2 separate regions of the Mus musculus genome follow, and region 2 is linked to region 1. The links are chromatin contacts, called in public Hi-C maps. All regions are on one chromosome and are shown on one strand. The core of a region is the stretch at or near the end of the contact, and the rest is flanking DNA. Distances in the headings are between cores, read along the strand shown.

Evidence for each region. Hi-C and Micro-C count contacts between places; a contact is called where the count stands out from the background.
Region 2: a contact with region 1 is called in a Hi-C map of liver, with 2.3 times the contacts expected there. The contact joins two enhancer-like sites. A contact is called at or near these places in 9 of 39 promoter capture datasets (the C10 cell line, cranial neural crest, embryonic stem cells and 5 more), 4 of 15 datasets of contacts at CTCF or cohesin (CD8 T cells, the NIH/3T3 cell line, large pre-B cells and 1 more), 22 of 484 Hi-C or Micro-C datasets (B cells, CD8 T cells, the CH12 cell line and 11 more), 7 of 115 datasets of contacts at active chromatin or transcription factors (CD8 T cells, bone marrow-derived dendritic cells, bone marrow-derived macrophages and 3 more) and 1 of 9 other capture datasets (embryonic stem cells).

The regions. Positions count from the first base shown.
Region 1 is chr4:57,808,332-57,811,411 of GRCm38.p6, reverse strand. The region is part of intron 7 of Pakap (paralemmin A kinase anchor protein); the gene reads right to left. Among named protein-coding and RNA genes, the nearest start is that of Gm35099, 54 kb to the right of the region's middle. Within about 2 kb of position 1,736, at least 10 of the 459 cell types and tissues checked have an H3K27ac peak or open chromatin away from gene starts, as enhancers often do. A contact at or near this core is called in CD8 T cells and liver, where this site is marked.
Region 2 is chr4:57,884,564-57,887,892 of GRCm38.p6, reverse strand. It overlaps Pakap (paralemmin A kinase anchor protein), which reads right to left. Exons shown (of 11, transcript NM_001384150.1): 10 at 1,566-1,604. Among named protein-coding and RNA genes, the nearest start is that of Gm26138, 8.7 kb to the right of the region's middle. Within about 2 kb of position 1,657, at least 23 of the 459 cell types and tissues checked have an H3K27ac peak or open chromatin away from gene starts, as enhancers often do. A contact at or near this core is called in CD8 T cells and liver, where this site is marked.

The sequences.
Region 1 (3,080 bases), core at 487-2,986:
CATCCCCACCACTCCCCTGCAGTCATCCCCACCACTCCCCTGCAGTCATCCCCCACCACTCCCCTGCAGTCATCCCCACCACTCCCCTGCAATCATCCCCACTACTCCCCTGCAGTCATCCCCACCACTCCCCTGCAGTCATCCCCCACCACTCCCCTGCAGTCATCCCCACCACTCCCCTGCAGTCATCCCCGCCACTCCCCTGCAGTCATCCCCACCACTCCCCTGCAGTCATCCCCACCACTCCCCTGCAGTCATCCCCACCACTCCCCTGCAGTCATCCCCACCACTCCCCTGCAGTCATCCCCCACCACTCCCCTGCAGTCATCCCCACCACTTTCCTGTTGTTCTCCTTATCCAGAGCAGTTAGATACATCATATGAGCATCTTCTACAGAGTAAGTCACATGGAGGAAGATGAAAATTGATAGGATGAATGGCTCCCCCCTCCATCTTTATTTCCCACGCCCTTAGTAAAATGGAACATGTTGATGTCCACATCTCCTCTGCCCATTGGCACCACCCACATAAGTCTCCTTATGAGGTGTGGTCTTCAAATAGTGGGTAGGGTGCTGATATCTGTGACACAGGAGTCCCCAGAGCAGGCTCATTCAAAGGCCAGCATGGCTGTTGGATGGATGCTCACAAAACTGAATGTGACAAGCTGAGAACAGAGTCAGTTGTGTGATGGGAGCTCCATTACCACCACCACCACCACCACTGCGCGCGCGCACACCCACACACACACCCACACACACACCACTCAGCAACAGGAACAGACAGTGGTAAATGTACAATAACAATCTCAGAAAACAACTGCATAGCTGGGGGTAGCACAAGGGAAGGGAGCCTTCTTAGCATGTTTGATCCTTAGCACCATATAAACAGAGTGTGGTGACACATGCCTATAATTCCAGCAGGAGCATAAGAAATCCAAAGAGAAGCCGGGCAGTGGTGGCACACGCCTTTAATCCCAGCACCTGGGAGTCAGAGGCAGGCGGATTTCTGAGTTTGAGGCCAGCCTGGTTTACAGAGTGAGTCCAGGACATCACATTCAGGGCTACACAGAGAAACCCTGACTTGAAAAAACCAGAGAGAGAGAGAGAGAGAGAGAGAGAGAGAGAGAGAGAGAGAGAGAGAGAGAGAGAGATTCAAAGAGTCAAAGAGAGTTTGAGGGCAGCCTGGGCTAAAAGAAAAGCCCAGAAGTTGGGATTACCTAATAGTTTACATTTTAATTTCTTTTAGGTTTTCTAGGTTTGTGTGTGGGGAGTGTATGTGTGTGTGTGAGTGTGTGTGTGTGTGTGTGGGAGTGTGGGGGTGTGTGTTGCTGGACCTCACGTCTATCTACTAGGCTCATGTTCCACTACTGAGCTACCTCCTCAGCCGCTAATGCTCTAGTCTGAAGATTAAACCTCATGCTGCCCGTCCGTCAGAAAGTGACATTTGCTCCCTTCCAGCTGAATTGTTGAGCACGTTATGAAGCCTTTCAAAGCACTACATTAGGATCTGCAAGTGGGAAGTACCTTTTGGCAGGCTAACGTAGAATAATTACTGAAGGCGACAGAGTACCGATTTTGAAAACAGGTGAGGTCATACTGTTCGGGCAATGTTAAAATGAGTTATGAATGTTTCCTAAAATCAGTGGTCATGTGCACTTGCTATTGCTGAACACTTTTGTAAACAAGATACAGCTAAATGCAGTTTGGCCAAGGGGTTAGGAGGCCACCACTGCCCAGAAGAATGTTCTTGAAGCAAACACTGCATGCACACCCACGTGTTGATTCTTGTCTACACTGTACAGGGTGGTAGCTGACCTTTGGAAGAATAAATATACCTTCGGCCATTTTTTTTTAATGATCCAAGCTAACACTGGCACAAAGATAGAAGTGAGAGGCATTTGAGATGTCTTCCTAATTAAAAGAAAAGCTCTCCACATCTGCAGAGAGAGTTTAATTGAAAATTATCCCCTGTGCATGAGAACAAAATAAAATTACAAATGGGAAGTTGAGAATACTTAAAAATAATTTTTCATCTACTATTGAGAATACAAACTCTTTCCCAAGCTATTTTCAATGATATTGCAAAATATCATTAAAGAAAAAAAATTTAATTTAAATTCCTGGCTGGGCATAATGGTTTATGCCTCTACTCCCTGGCAACGCCCAACCTCTCAGAATTTAAATTCTTAAATAACTGACTAGCACAGAGTGGAATGCCTGTAATTCCAACACTTGGGAGGCTGAGTCAGGAGGATAATCTTCAATTCCAGAGCAGTCTGACGTACTAATTTACCAAGGGTCAAGTGTTTCCTAGCATGTGTGAGTCCCTAGGGCTGATGTCTAGTACCTGATATCCAAGGTGTGGTGCTGTGTGTCTGTCATCCCAGCTCTCTGTCCCAGAGGTGAAAGCCAAAGGAAGGGAAGTTTAAGGCCATTCTTAGCCCACAACTTCCTGGGCTACAAGAGAGTCTATCTAAAAAAATACACAGGGGGTCTGGGTGTGGTGGCACATGCCTTTAATCCCAGCATTTGGGAGGCAGAGGCAGGTGCATTTCTGTGAGGCCAGCCTGGTTTACCCAGCAAGTTCCAGGACAACCAAGGCTACAACAAACAAGAACTCAGCAGAAAGTGCTAACAGCTCTCGCAGATGACATGGGTTCAGTCCCCAGCACCCATACCAGGTGGCTCCCAACCATCTGTATCTCCAGTTTTGGGGACCCAACACCCTTTGGCCTCCGTGGGTACCTGCATGCACACACATGTAATTCATAAATGTGTGTAGCTGTATAACATGCATATAAATAAAATAATAAATCTTTTTAAAAATGAGTTCCTCTCACTAATCATCTTTTAAATAGAAGCACTCTTAACTTCAGGATGATTCTTCATAGGAAAAAGAGGCATTTAGACATTCTCGTGTTTTCTGTACACAGTAACCAAGGCCACATAACAGGCCTAAGCTGCTCGCTGCTCTGTGAGGACCAGAGTTGATATCCACAGCCTAGCATTTGAGCCCAGCCGAGTGGCCGCCTCAGCTCTACTGAGATATAGCCAAACATGCTCATCTGTTCATTGTCTAGGG
Region 2 (3,329 bases), core at 408-2,907, 77 kb before region 1:
GCCTGCTGCCTTCTCAACTCTGCTATAGTGCCTGATGCAGGCCTGATTCTCCATAAACTATGAACTGTGTAGATGAACAGTTTTCTGTACAATTCTGTACACTTGAAACAGTTCTTCTGAAATACAAATTCAGTACAGCAGAAATAAAAATATAAAGTGTTGTGCTTTCTTACAGAAAAAAACAACGTTGAAAAAAAGAAAAAAACTTTTTTTTTTTTCCAGAGCTGAGGACCAAACCCAGGGCCTTACGCTTGCTAAGCAAGTGTTCTACCACTGAGCTAAATCCCCAACCCCAGAAAAAAAAAAAAAAAAACTTTTTTAAGAAAAGGAATAAAAATAGAACTAAAACTATCTAGACAGTGCTTGCCCGACATTTCCCTGGATTCAGTCCTAGGCACACATGTGTATGTGTATATGTGTATACATGTATGTGTGTATATATGTATGTGTGTCTATATGTATGTGTGCATGCATTTATGTGTGTAGACATACAATACTTTACATGTTTAATTTGGTGTTGGGGAAAGACGAGGTTTCTCTGTGCAGCTCTGGTTGTCTAAGAACTCACTATGTAGACCAGGCTGACCTTGAACTCACAGGGATCCTCCTGCCTGTGTCTTTTAAGCACTGGGATTATAATCATGTGACACCATGCTTGGCTTTACATTTAAAAAAAATTTTTTTTCAAATATATATGTATATGCCCTGGATCCAATCCATGTGTGTGGGTGTGTGAGAGTACCTATCTACCTAGGTACTCCTACCGAGGCCAGAAGAGGCCATCAGAACCTTTGGAGCTAATGTTACAGGTGATTGTGACACACCAGATGTTTTTGGTGCCAGGAATCAAACTCCCCTAGTCCTTGGCAGGAACATGAAGAATTTTTAACTGCGGAGCCATCTCTCCAGCCACACAAGTATTGCATTCTCAGAGCACATATATTTGTGAAATCTATGTTAATGGAACTTGTATGGGGAAAGAGGAGGTTTGGGGAAAGACCGCTGCTTAGCTGAGCTTCCAGAACAGAAATACAGGTCCTAAGACTGGAGGGAGGGAGGAGGGAAGAGGGACTGGGATGGTTTGCCTTTGAAATAAGTTGTCCTCAGTCCATAGTGCAGAGCTCTCTGGGAATTGTGGTAAGGTTAATAAAGGACTAGTCAAAAATCACAAGATTGGCCTGTACGGGTGGCACTGCTTGCTAACCAGACTAGAACTCATTTGCTACCTGTGCCTGAAGAAACTACAAGAATCCACACAGTCTGTCAATAGTTGCCCTCAAGTTCAACATCTTCCAGACCCTTGGGTGACCAAGGTCTTCTCCAACCCCACGTCCCAGCACAGCACAGCACAGCACAGCACAGCACAGCACAGCGGTGTTCATTATCATCTGGACACCAATATTTAAGTCAGTTCCCCAATTCAGAAAGGTCAGGCAGAAAACACACATGGAGAGGAGGCTTTTTCTTGACATTCTTATTGAACACAGCATGAGACAGCAAACCACAACCGCGTGCACCAAGATCAAGCATGCATCAGGACGCAGACAGACAAGTTTGAAAAGTACCTCGGAAGTCACCTTGCAAGACAGTAACTTAGAGGTGTACTGGCAGAGAGGGAAAAGACCAGGGTTAGTACACGGCAGAGGCACACTCACAGACTCCCCCGCCCCCAGCGGCTGGGCTCTGGCACCATGCCAGAAGTGAGTAAGAGGGAAGAGGCTTGGGGGGAGGGGGAGGATCATTATACAACCTCTCAAGTATTGATTCATCTGATATTTGTTTATTTAAACGCCTGTATCTCTTGAGGCAAGTAGATACTCTAATACTCATTAATAAAAATATCAGATAAGCCGAGGTTTGTTAATTCAAGGTCTTGTTTGCATTTTTCTGTTGAATTAACAGGATTTCGTCTTCCCCATTGTCTAACCAGCTGCCCACCAGCGAGGACCTAGATGGCCATTCTGGATTTGATGGATTCTATAACCAAATGTCCTTTTCTTTTCCTGAGGGTTTCTCTGAACCTTAAACAGTCCTGTACCCCATTGCATTATTACAGTAAGACCCCAAGAGTAGAATGAAGAGGGGGGACATGAAGGGAAAGGGAGGGAGGGAATGGGGAAGGAGGAAGGGAGGAAGGGCCAGGTTTTCGGGGTAGTTTCTCTAAAACAAACCTAAGGATGGCACTGTCAGTGAAAGAGGAACCTGTGGGTCTAGATGAGATTCCAAGCTTGGGACGGTCCTTGGATAATCTTTTGGGATTATTATTTAGGACTAGTGTGGGTACCTAGGAAATGGAGTGTTCTGTTAGTTCCTAGAGACACTCACCAGAGATAACACAGGACAAGGTAGCTGGTCCAGGTGGGTGAAGATCAGTAAAGAGGACAGAGAGCAGTTTGCCCAAGTTCTAAGCAGGGAGGCAGGGGAACCTTTTGAAAAGTGAGTTTTTGTTCTGTTCTTTTGTCACTGAGTCATTTGACAAATGAAGGTGACAGCATGAACCACGTGAGGCACTTAAGGAGGCAGAAATCCAAGAGGCCATGTGTCACCCTAAAAACATGTGTTTGAATGGCTCAGGAGGACAGAATTATATGGCCCTAAAGACAATCACCTCTAGCTTTTAGGGACAGGAAGGCCAACTCCATAACCTCTACCAAGCCACCCATCCTTTCCAGAAACCGGGAAAATGGAGACAGGGCTAGGGACCAACTTGGGGAAATGAAGCTTGCTTTTCTCTATACAGAGGCGTAGAAAGGTGCCCTACATTGAAAGGGCTGAGAGACAGGCTAGCAGGTGACTTGGAAATCAATTCAGGCTGACACCCATATAATTTTTCAAGAAGCAATTTGAGTATGTGTTTTTGAGATTTGAGTCTTCATTAAAAGGCACAAGTAGGGATATGGGGATTGGAATTTGTCCTATCCCTAAAACTTTTCAACAATTGACAGATTTTGTTCTAGGGTGATTCGAGGAAAAAAGCTCAAAACACCCAGCCCTCAAATAAAAATAAAAATAAATTGATTCACTCGTAGGTTTCTGCCTTAGCCAACATGTTCCTTTACTTGGGTGAGATAGAGACAGGAAGCCATTAGCAATTGGAGAAAACTGGGCCCCATTGGCACCTGATGTGGGTTCCTGAGTATCAGAGTTTACCAGAAAGGGGTGCGGGTGGGGGGTCTAGTGTTCTGCCTGTGACATAAGTACCTCTTTCCACTATGTCCCAGGCAGACCCTGACCATGTTATCTTCCTACTTCCCATTTCCAATGTCTGGGGTTACAGGCCTGTGCACCAGGCCTGGGGATCACTTTCCTCCACTTAACATCAGCACTCC